Linked DNA regions of Ovis aries: region 1 is linked to region 2. Evidence: chromatin contacts called from public Hi-C data. All regions are on one chromosome and are shown on one strand. The core of a region is the stretch at or near the end of the contact, and the rest is flanking DNA. Distances in the headings are between cores, read along the strand shown. Region 1 overlaps ZFP36L1 (ZFP36 ring finger protein like 1). Region 2 has its middle 78 kb from the start of ZFP36L1.

Region 1 (4,751 bases), core at 994-3,493, 73 kb after region 2:
GATGCAACAAAGATGAAGGTGGTGGGAACTGATGACTTCCCATTACACAGGCCATTTTCATGCCTCTTCCCTTTAACAGCCTTCCAAATATAGAAGCACATGTTGAGTCCAAATGAAACCACCTTTGCCCCTAGTGCCCTGTGACTGAGCCCCTCACCACCCTGAAAACCCATGAGTCTACAGTGGTTCATCATACCCACCCCAGACAGGTGTTAAGAGGCTAGGGCTTCAGGTCCATCTCCTGCAGAGAAAAACAAGCCTAGAGGGAATTCCTGGCTGTCCAGTGATTAGGACTCCACACTCCCAATGCAAGGGTGTGGGTTTGACCCCTAGTCTAGGAACTAAGATTGCATGTGCCAGGTGGCACAGCCAAAAATAAAAAAAAAAGGCTGGAAGCGCCCAAATAAAAGAACAAATCCAGGTTTGCTGGAGTGCCATGTGCTACATCCCCCTCTTATCATTTCAGCACCCCAAACATTAGGACCACAGACTAAGCAGGGAATACTGGAAGCCCCCATGCCTCAGGTCTCCAGAAGAACCTTCGAGGCTACAGCGTGGATAAGGCTGGCCCCTAGTCAACAACCAACAACTGGGCAGGTTAATACAAATACAGGCTGCTTTGCAATCAACTCCCACACCATCCCCTCTAAGCTCAACAGACTTCCAACCTCAACAAAAGGAGCCAGCCACTGGTTTAGCTGTTAAAGACTAGAAGAAATCAACCAGGGCCCTTCTCCCCTCCTCCCCTTCCTAGCACCTACCTCATCTACAAGCCTACAGGCACAGTAAAACCAAAGCAAGCAAAACCAGCTTCACCATCGATGTTTCTTGAAAAAAATGGGTTTATTGATTTTTAAACTGCAAATAGTCGTTACAAAAAGTTTTTTTTTTTTAAATAAATTCACACAAAGAAAGAGAAATAGAAAGCGACGGTAGTGACCAGCAAGAGGAATAATAATTACATTCATCTTAATGTGTGGTGTGCCAGTTCTGTTTGTATTAACATTGGAAAACTCCAAAACCTGGAATCCAGAACCTCAAATCTGCAATCGGAATGTCTTGAGATGGGCACGTGGAAGTCAAAGGGTTTCTTTTTTTTTTTTCCCTTTTAGAAGCTATACATAAAAAGTTGTTTTCCTTCTGTACTGTCACAGAACTTTTACATACATTCTCAGTCCTAGTTGTGAAAGGCCAAAAGAGAAAGAAACTCAATTTGCAGTCCAACACAAAGGGGGGAAATTTCTAAAATAAATAATCCAACAGTTTTTTGCATTTTTTTAAATTAATTTTTCATTTTTTTAAAATAAAATAACCAAAAAAAGTGTAAAGTTACAAAAAATGTCGTTGAAGAATAATATATTAAAACTGTGGAAAAAAAGGAAAAAGACACGTCACAAAATTTTAAGATTAATATGAAGATCATAATTTAACATAAAAGAATATATTCTATGGATTTGTCATCCCGATAAATATGAACAAAATTAACAAAAAAAAAGCATAGTTTGGCAATAAATACGTTTTGATAAGTTAAATAAGCTTTTTTATATTGATGTGCAGTGACAAGCAAAATTTTTGCTCTCCAATTTCTGAAAGTTATATGAAGTTTAAAACCCAGGGAAAAAAGCATGGCGTGAGTGCTCTAAGGATAGACCTACGGTATTCTAGAGCAAAAACCATTAAAGCTACTTCTACAGGAAATCGTTTTACACAGATATTGTATGTGGAATGAATACCATTAACTGCTCACCCCTTACATGTTTTTTTTTTAAGCTTTTCTCTCTTTTTGTTGTTATTTTTTAAGATGTCACATATGAACTGGGGAACTTTAGCACCAAAATCAAGTCTCTCATAGTCCATCTAGCTTCCCCTTCCTCCCCACTTAAAAAAGAAAAAAATTAAATCACAAAGTCCCACTTATGTCACAATCTTCATCCGCTTTTGCAGTCTTCCTTCCTGCAGACCTACACGAACCCAGGCAAGATTAGTCAACAGAGGTTCAGGTCGGGAAGAAAAAAGGTTTTGAATGTCAAGACAGGTTTCCCCAAAAACCCAAGTCTGGCAACAACTCTCCCGAGGGGGGTGTGGGGGCTACCAGGGAGAGGGAGGGAAGAAGTGTGTGGGAGATTGAAATTAAGGAAAGGTGCAATTGTGTTGCCAGTGGAGGGAGCTGCTGGTTCTACATGCCCCCCCCCACCTCCCCCTCCCCCTGGGCAGAGGCTCTGGGGAGGCCCACGGGTGCCCTCTGGCGCTGAAGAGGTAATGTAGTCACAGTGACAAAGTTAGATTACAAGGCACTAAGTTGCTTCTGTAAACTGTTACTGCTTTTTCTTTTGTGATTTGGCACTTAAGGCTTAAGCCAGGGCGGGGGTAAAAAAAAAAAAAAAGGCATCTACTGACAAATATGGGACTTGTCTGTTATGCATGGTTAAGTGGGCTATAAAAATCGAGGGGGTTCAAGCCAGAGGAAGCTACTGACAAACTGACTTGTCCTTATGTTGGGGGGTGGGGTGTAAAGAGGGGAGAGGGAGGGGGCATTCCAAGGTTCTGGGGGAAAGGGGTTGAGCTTAACCTTGTTAATGTAGGGGTTTGTCAGGAATCAGAAGGGGAGGGAGGTAAGGGTAGGGGATGTCGGGAGGGGATGAGGGGGTGGGGGAGGGGAGTAGGCAGGGGCGTCCCTCCCTACCCTGGTTTAGTCATCTGAGATGGAAAGTCTGCTGAAAATGGGCAGGCGTCTTGAGTTGTCCAAAGTAGGGGAGTCTGAGCCACTATGGCTGCTGCTGGAGCTGCTCAGGTAGCCCTCCTGGTCCGAGAGAGAATCCTGAGGGCTGGGGGGAGAGTCAAACATGTGAGGGGACTCAGACATGGGCCGGAAGAGGAAGGTGGTCGGGGAGCCACCCCCGGGCAGCCCCATGCTAGGGGCAAAGAGGCTCGCCAGCTCCTGGCTGGAGAAGGCGAAGGGGTTATTGGTGCCATCGGGGAGGGTGGGTGAGCCCAGGAGGTCATCGGCGCTCAGGATGGGGGGTGGGGTGATGGATGTGGGGCTGTCCAGCAGCCCCGTGGCAGCGGCGGTGGCGGCGGCACTGGGAAACCCAGCAAAGCTAAAGCTATGCTGGAGGCGGGGACGGTCAGCAGAGAGGTCCCGGGCCCCGGCCAGGGCACGGCGCTCCTCGGCGTTGTGGATGAAGTGGCAGCGGGGCCCGTATGGGCAGAAGCCGATGGTGTGGAAGGTGCGGCATAGCTCCGTCTTGTACTTGGGGTGGCGGGTCAGGCTTCGGAGCTCGTGGATGCCGTGGGCGAACTGGCACTTGTCGCCGTACTTACAGGCTCCGTTCTCCTCGAAGGGGCGGCACAGCTCCGTCTTGTAGCGGCTGGAGTTGACCTGGCCGCTTCCCGGCTGCTTCTGGGGGGGCAGCAGCCGCTCGCCCCCTTCTGAGAAAGAGCGGTCTCGGAAGCGGCTGTCCCGAGAGCTCAGAGCTGGGGCTGGCTCACCCTTGAGGCTGCTGAGAAGCTGGTTCTGGTGGAATTTGGAGCTGGGCAGAGTGACCGAGTGCCTCCGGGGAAAACCCCCGCCGGCAGGGGTGCCCACCGCCTTCCTGTCCAGCAGGCAACCCCCGGCACTGGGAGTACTGTAGTTGAGCATCTTGTTACCCTGGAGGGGAAAGAGAGGAGAGAGACTGTGGTTAGTGGCAAAGGCCATCCACCAGGCCCAAGAAGAGTACCCCCTAAGGGCAGCCCCCTCCTCGATCAGAAATGCTCCCTCTCAAAGGAACTCACCATCCTCACCTCTCCGCCGGCAAGCCCCCTCCTCCTCTTTCTCCCATTCCCCAGAGGGTTTACTTTGGTCCCAGGCAGAAGAAACTACAAAAATCCTGGCCTATGTGAGACATTGTTTCACACATGCACCTACTCCATGCCAGTCCCTGGATCCCTGGAATGCACTGTCATATCCTGTCCCCAAAGCTACCACTTTCATCCAGAAAATCCAACTTCACCTTCCTCAGTTGAAAATATCTCACACAATTCACAAACTCTCATTTCCCACCCTCCTAACAAAAAAAGGTAAACCGCAGGAGACTATGGGCTAGGTCTCCTTTCAATCAGTCCCTGCTTAACTGACTACCTCCGCCCCCCACACACAAACACACAGCCTGGCCGAAGACTCTCAACTTCCTCCTTCAGAAGCATCTATTGCTTTGGCAACAGGTTTCCAGACTGCCTTCACTTTACCTTGCTGCTGAGAGGGGAGAGGGAGGGGCTAGAGGAGAAATCCCTGATGGGGGTGGGGGGGGGGGCGGCTACGGGGAGAGGGATGTGATCCCTGAATACAAAACTCCCATGATCCCAGAAGGGGAGCCTTCTACAATGATCTCTCCCACCATTCACTGCGCACCCCACCCCCTCCGCTGAGAGGATGCCTTTGCAGTTAGTCTCCTGGCTGCAAGAGCAGGCTTGGATAAGAGCGCCAGTGTTTAATCTTTAACGCAAAGCTGCAGGTGGGAAGGAAAAGGAAAGCACCAAATCCCCCCAGCCTCCTCCCAGTCAATAATGGACGTGGGGGAGGTGGGGCGGGGGGCAGAGGCACCACAGGCAGGTCTCTGTTCCAATGGGACTCAATTCACCTGCCCAACCTGTACTCAAGATTTGGAAAGGGTGTGAGCAGGGGACCTGGGAGTTGGCTTCCAGGCCCATGTGGGTGTCATTGTGCAAATTCTAAAGTTGGCCCCTTAGGATCAGCTGCGGGGGATCGGGAA
Region 2 (4,882 bases), core at 2,242-4,741:
GTTGTTACCACTTTTTTGGCTATCATGAATAATGCTGCTATGAACATTCATGTACAGACTTTTGGGTGGACATACGCTTTCAATTCTCTTGGACATATACCTAGGAGTGGAATCACCAGCCATATGGTAATTCCATGTTTATCTTTGTGAAGAACTGCTAAATTTTTCTTTAAAACACTCTATAATCCCAGCAACCATGCATGAGAAGCAGTTCCTCCCCATCCTTATCGACACACACTATTGTCTGTTCTATTTTCGCCTTCCTTGTGGTGGTAATAGAAATGGTATCCCACTGTGGTCCTGAAGTGCACTAATCTTAAATTAACAGCTGGATGGATTTTGCAAATGTACGCACCTATAAAATCACCACTCAAGGGACTTCCCTGGCGGTCCAGTGGTTAAGACTCAGTGCTTCCACTGTACTAGACTTGGGTTTGATCCCTGGTTGGGGAACTAAGATCCCACATGCTGCAAGGTGCAGCCAAAAAAAATTTTTTTAATCACCACTCAGCCTGTGATATAGGCATTTCCCTCATCCTACCTCCCAGTCACTATCCCCTTCAGTCAGTTCAGTTCAGTTCAGTCATTCAGTCGTGTCTGACTCTTTGCGACCCCATGAATCGCAGCATGCCAGGCCTCCCTGTCCATCACCATCTCCTGGAGTTCACTCAAACTATCCCCTTACCCAAAGTAATAACAGCTCTGCATCATCATGGATTAGTTTTTCTGTTCTTGAGCTTTATATAAATGGATCATGAAGCATATACTCTTCAGGGTCTGGCTTCTTTCATTCAAAAAATATTGTGGTATCAGTGTTTCAGCTGTTGATTCTTTTTATTTCTGTGTAGTATTCCATTGTATGAGTATGCTGCAGTCTATTTATCCTTTCTCCTATTAGTGGACATTTGTGTTGGTTCCAGTTTGGGGTTATAAGACACATGAACACAATTTCTCCTGAGTATATCCCTAGACATGGGATTGCTGGATCATGGGGTAGTTTTAGCTTTAGTAGATGTTGCCAGTTTTCCAAAGTGGTTGTACCAATTTATACTCCCACCAGCAGTGCGTGAGAGTTCCAAGTTGCTCTCCATCCTCACCAGCACTTAAGTATTTCAGGCTTTTTCAGTTTTAGCCATTCTGATGTATGTGTATCTCCCGGTGGTTTTAATCTGCACTCCTCAGGTAGCTAATCACATTGAGCCCCTTTATTCATTGCCTTTAGTCTGAAATTTAGCTAAAGGGATCTGATAGCTAATACTTACCTCTCCTTGGTGATTGCTGGGAGAACTAAAGAACTGGGTCCCCCATCAGAAGGGATACATGTCTGTGTATGGCTGAGTCCTGTCGCTGTTTACCTGAAACTATCGTAACAATGCCAACTAGTTACACCTCAATACAAAATAGAAAGTTTTTTTAAAAAAGGAATTGGGTCCGCCACCCCAGATCCTTGATCGCACTCTACTAGTTAAAGTGAACACTGACGTACAATCAGTTGGTGTGAGATCATTCATTTCTGAATAATCCGTATTTTACTCTCAACTCCTAAATCTCTCTTGCAACACTTAGCCCTGGGCAATCCTTAGCCCAAAACCAAAGAAGAAAGAGTATTCTGAAAGCAAGGAAAAAAATCAACCAGTCAACCTTCAAGGCAAAGATTTAACTATGTTTAAACAAAAGAACTTTCCACTTTAAAGCTAAAGTCAGATGAAATTATAATCCACTGTTTACTGGATGTTTAGGTTAGTGGAGTTTTTAAACAGAAGGGTTTTTTATTCTTTATGGTGGTTTAATGAAAGGAGCACTTAAAAGACAGTTTACTCTGTCTTCCAGTTGGGTAAGAATCTCAGGAGATTCTTTAGAATAGTCATATCATCCAGGCTCCATGGGACGGATATGGAATTGGGGGGGATTGGGAGGATGCTGAGAGAATTGCCAAGGCAGTTGGTGTAAGACAGCTTCTGCCGTGTCCACCACCCAGGACTGGGGCAAGATACCCAGGTCCTTTAGATGGAGGAATTACAGACAGTTGCAGAGATGTGAGGCAAGACATGAAGTTCCCAACCCCTCCACACTAGGTCTCATGTAAACAAGCCAGCAGTAAACTCCCATCTTCTCTGCCCAACAAACAGCGCTGATGTATTTATATCTTGTAGAGCCTTGGGGCAAAAGAGCAAGCCCCACGTTAAGTAGAGCAGAAATCATCCCACAACTTTTATCAAATGCTAAGAACAATTTTGAATGTGGAAAATTTCTTCTTAATAGGGAAATGGAAAATTACAGATATAGAATCACATAATCTTAGAGCTGGAGGGAACCTTGGAGGTCATCGGTTGAACCTCACGCCTAGTTCTGGAATTCACATTACGACACCCCTGCTGTCCCCTGCTTTCACGATCCTGAAACTGGGTCCTTTCTCAGCACCTCCAAGGAAGCTTTCCATTCATCATTGGATGATTATGAGACAGTCATTCTAATATTGAACCAAAGCACTACTTTTGGAAACTTCCACCCTTCAGTCATAGTTTGAATGAATTTATTTCCTTTCCTTCATGAGAGCCCTTTGGGTATTTTAACACTATCAGCCTGATTCCTTCTGAGAGTTTTTTTCCCCAGGATAAGCATTCTCAGTTCCTCCAAGCAATCCATTATAAAACACAGCCCTGGAAAGGCCTGAGCTCTCTGGAGTGGAGTTTTCCTAATGTTTCTTCCCCTCGACTTGAAAACCAGACCTGTGTCAGGGGCTAGGGCAGGTAATCCGCTCTCAGGGATTTCCCCAAAGATACAGGGAGTGCTTCTGAGAAATGCAAGGTCTACACAATAGTACTGGAGGATTTTATTTTCAAAAAATGTTCAGCAAAGTTGGAGTATATTGAGGAAATAAGTGTCACACTGTTGACCCCAATCTGGAACAAACCCAAGTGGTTTTCCCAGGAGAGGGGTAGGTTCATGTTAATCAGATCACATACTCAAGCTCACTATCTCTTCCAGGCACCTCTGAGGATAGCAGAATAGCTCCTTCAGAACACTGTTGGATCTGGAACTTCCTTAGTCCTTTGTTTTGTCCACCTGGGCAAAGTGGCCCCAACCAGCGCCAGAGAGGAAGAGAATGTGAATACCTTAGAACAAGAGTCGGGTGAAGGCCTTCCGTGTTCATGCCTTACCGGACATGCAGGTAAACTACTTCACCATCTCGTTCCCCACAGCCTGGGTCCCAGGGTGAAGCAGTATACTTGTGAGCATGTGCACAAGTATGTATAGACCCACACACACTCACAAGTACACATGTCCTTAAGGCTTTTCTTATCAGCATCCCCACTTGTGTTCAACTATCCACCAAGACCAGGAAATAAAACCCAGCTCTTCACAGGCAGAATCTTGGCCTCTCCTTGGAGGCTCAATGATTTTATGGTAGAGGCAATTTTGAGCAGCCAGCAAAACAAGACAAAGGTCTTATTTGGTTTATCTAGCCCAGGTTACGCCCATTGTTCAGCGGGCCAAGCATCGTTAATCAGTACCCAGACCTCTGAATATAATCTTTACTAAATAAACCTGTGTAGATATTCTTGCTACATAACGATAAAATTACTATTCTGGGGAGGAAGCAAAATCACTAAGGTTTTAGGCAATAATCTTTCCTTCCCTATAAAAATAGAAAGGAATGCCTGTCCCAGAGTTATAAAGGAAGGGAAATCTATAACTTATGATAAAATCAACTGCCAAAACAATGCCAAGCGGAGCTTTTTGGAAAGAAGGTATTGTGAGTAAAGTCCTAGAAGGACCCTCTCTCCCCAGTTCCTTTTTACATTCCCATGCAAACTCATAAAGGGGAAAACTGCATGATTTTGAAACCCAAGTATCCTATTTTTAAAAAATCATGTGTTGAAATTTAAGAATGCAAAAGAATTGTAATTACAACACCAAGAGGAGTGGTTATGAAATACCAATAATGGTTGATAAATGCTCAACCTATTTAATGAAATACATAAACAAACCTTTGACCAGAGGCATGGATGTTAGCAGGTCACCATCAGGGTGAGGGAAGCCTCTGAACACACCTCTGACAAGGGTGAAGGTAAGCAGAGAGCAGCCTGTCTCCCTTTGATGAGGGCTGCTCTCTGAGAAGACCAGCTTGAGAGAGAGCTGGAAATAATCAACCATTGTTTTGGAAAGGGCTCTCCTAGATCCTCAGGTTATCTTGCAGCCCATTCTACAGGCCTCCCAACTTCCCCCACCCCTGCTTGTCAAAACAAATCTGTGGGAGAAGCATACTCAGGAATGTATGATGCTCTGTTTAATATGGAAAAAGAGAAAAAAAATGGAAAATGATCCTCTGGAGGCCTGGGAAGAAATAAAGAAGCCCATTTCTGCAGCCTCCACATTACAGACTCTAAGAGAAGGAGCCTTTTAACAGGATGCCTAAGAAAGTTTGGGCTTCCCCAGTGGCTCAGCGATAAAGAATCCTCCTACAATTCAGGAGCCACGGAAACATGGATTCAATCCCTGGGTCAAGAAGATCCCTTGGAGGAGGGCGTGGCAGCCCACTTCAGTATTCTTGCCTAGAGAATTCCATGATCAGAGGAGCCTGGTGGGCTACAGTCCATAGAGTCGCAAAGAGTCAGACAAAACTGAAGTGCCTTAAAGACACATGTATGCACTAAGAAAGATCTGGAATTTGTCGCTCCTTCAGAAAATTGTCTGTCCATTTCGTTGTAGGCTTCTAAAAGTTTAAGTCAGCGCTATGGACTGTAGTTCAATCTGAGCTTCCCTTCTTATTCTCTTCTTTTACTGGCCTTACGAACAGCAGGGCCTGTTTACCCACTGCTTAGAGAAGAACGCAAAAGTACTGCTCTCAACAGGGCAACCCTTCTTGAATTTTTAGAGG

The links. A called contact is a pair of places that touch in the nucleus more often than the background predicts.
Region 1: a Hi-C map of liver shows a contact between it and region 2, with 2.2 times the contacts expected there. The contact joins two enhancer-like sites. A contact is called at or near these places in 5 of 16 Hi-C or Micro-C datasets (blood, hypothalamus, liver and 2 more).

What each region holds. Positions count from the first base shown.
Region 1 is chr7:78,696,873-78,701,623 of ARS-UI_Ramb_v3.0, forward strand. ZFP36L1 (ZFP36 ring finger protein like 1) reads right to left here. Exons shown (of 2, transcript XM_015097137.4): 2 at 825-3,649. The coding sequence ends at 2,690. Among named protein-coding and RNA genes, the nearest start is that of ZFP36L1, 3.9 kb to the right of the region's middle. Within about 2 kb of position 2,244, at least 23 of the 54 cell types and tissues checked have an H3K27ac peak or open chromatin away from gene starts, as enhancers often do. A contact at or near this core is called in liver, where this site is marked.
Region 2 is chr7:78,622,415-78,627,296 of ARS-UI_Ramb_v3.0, forward strand. No RefSeq gene overlaps it. Among named protein-coding and RNA genes, the nearest start is that of ZFP36L1, 78 kb to the right of the region's middle. Within about 2 kb of position 3,492, at least 10 of the 54 cell types and tissues checked have an H3K27ac peak or open chromatin away from gene starts, as enhancers often do. A contact at or near this core is called in liver, where this site is marked.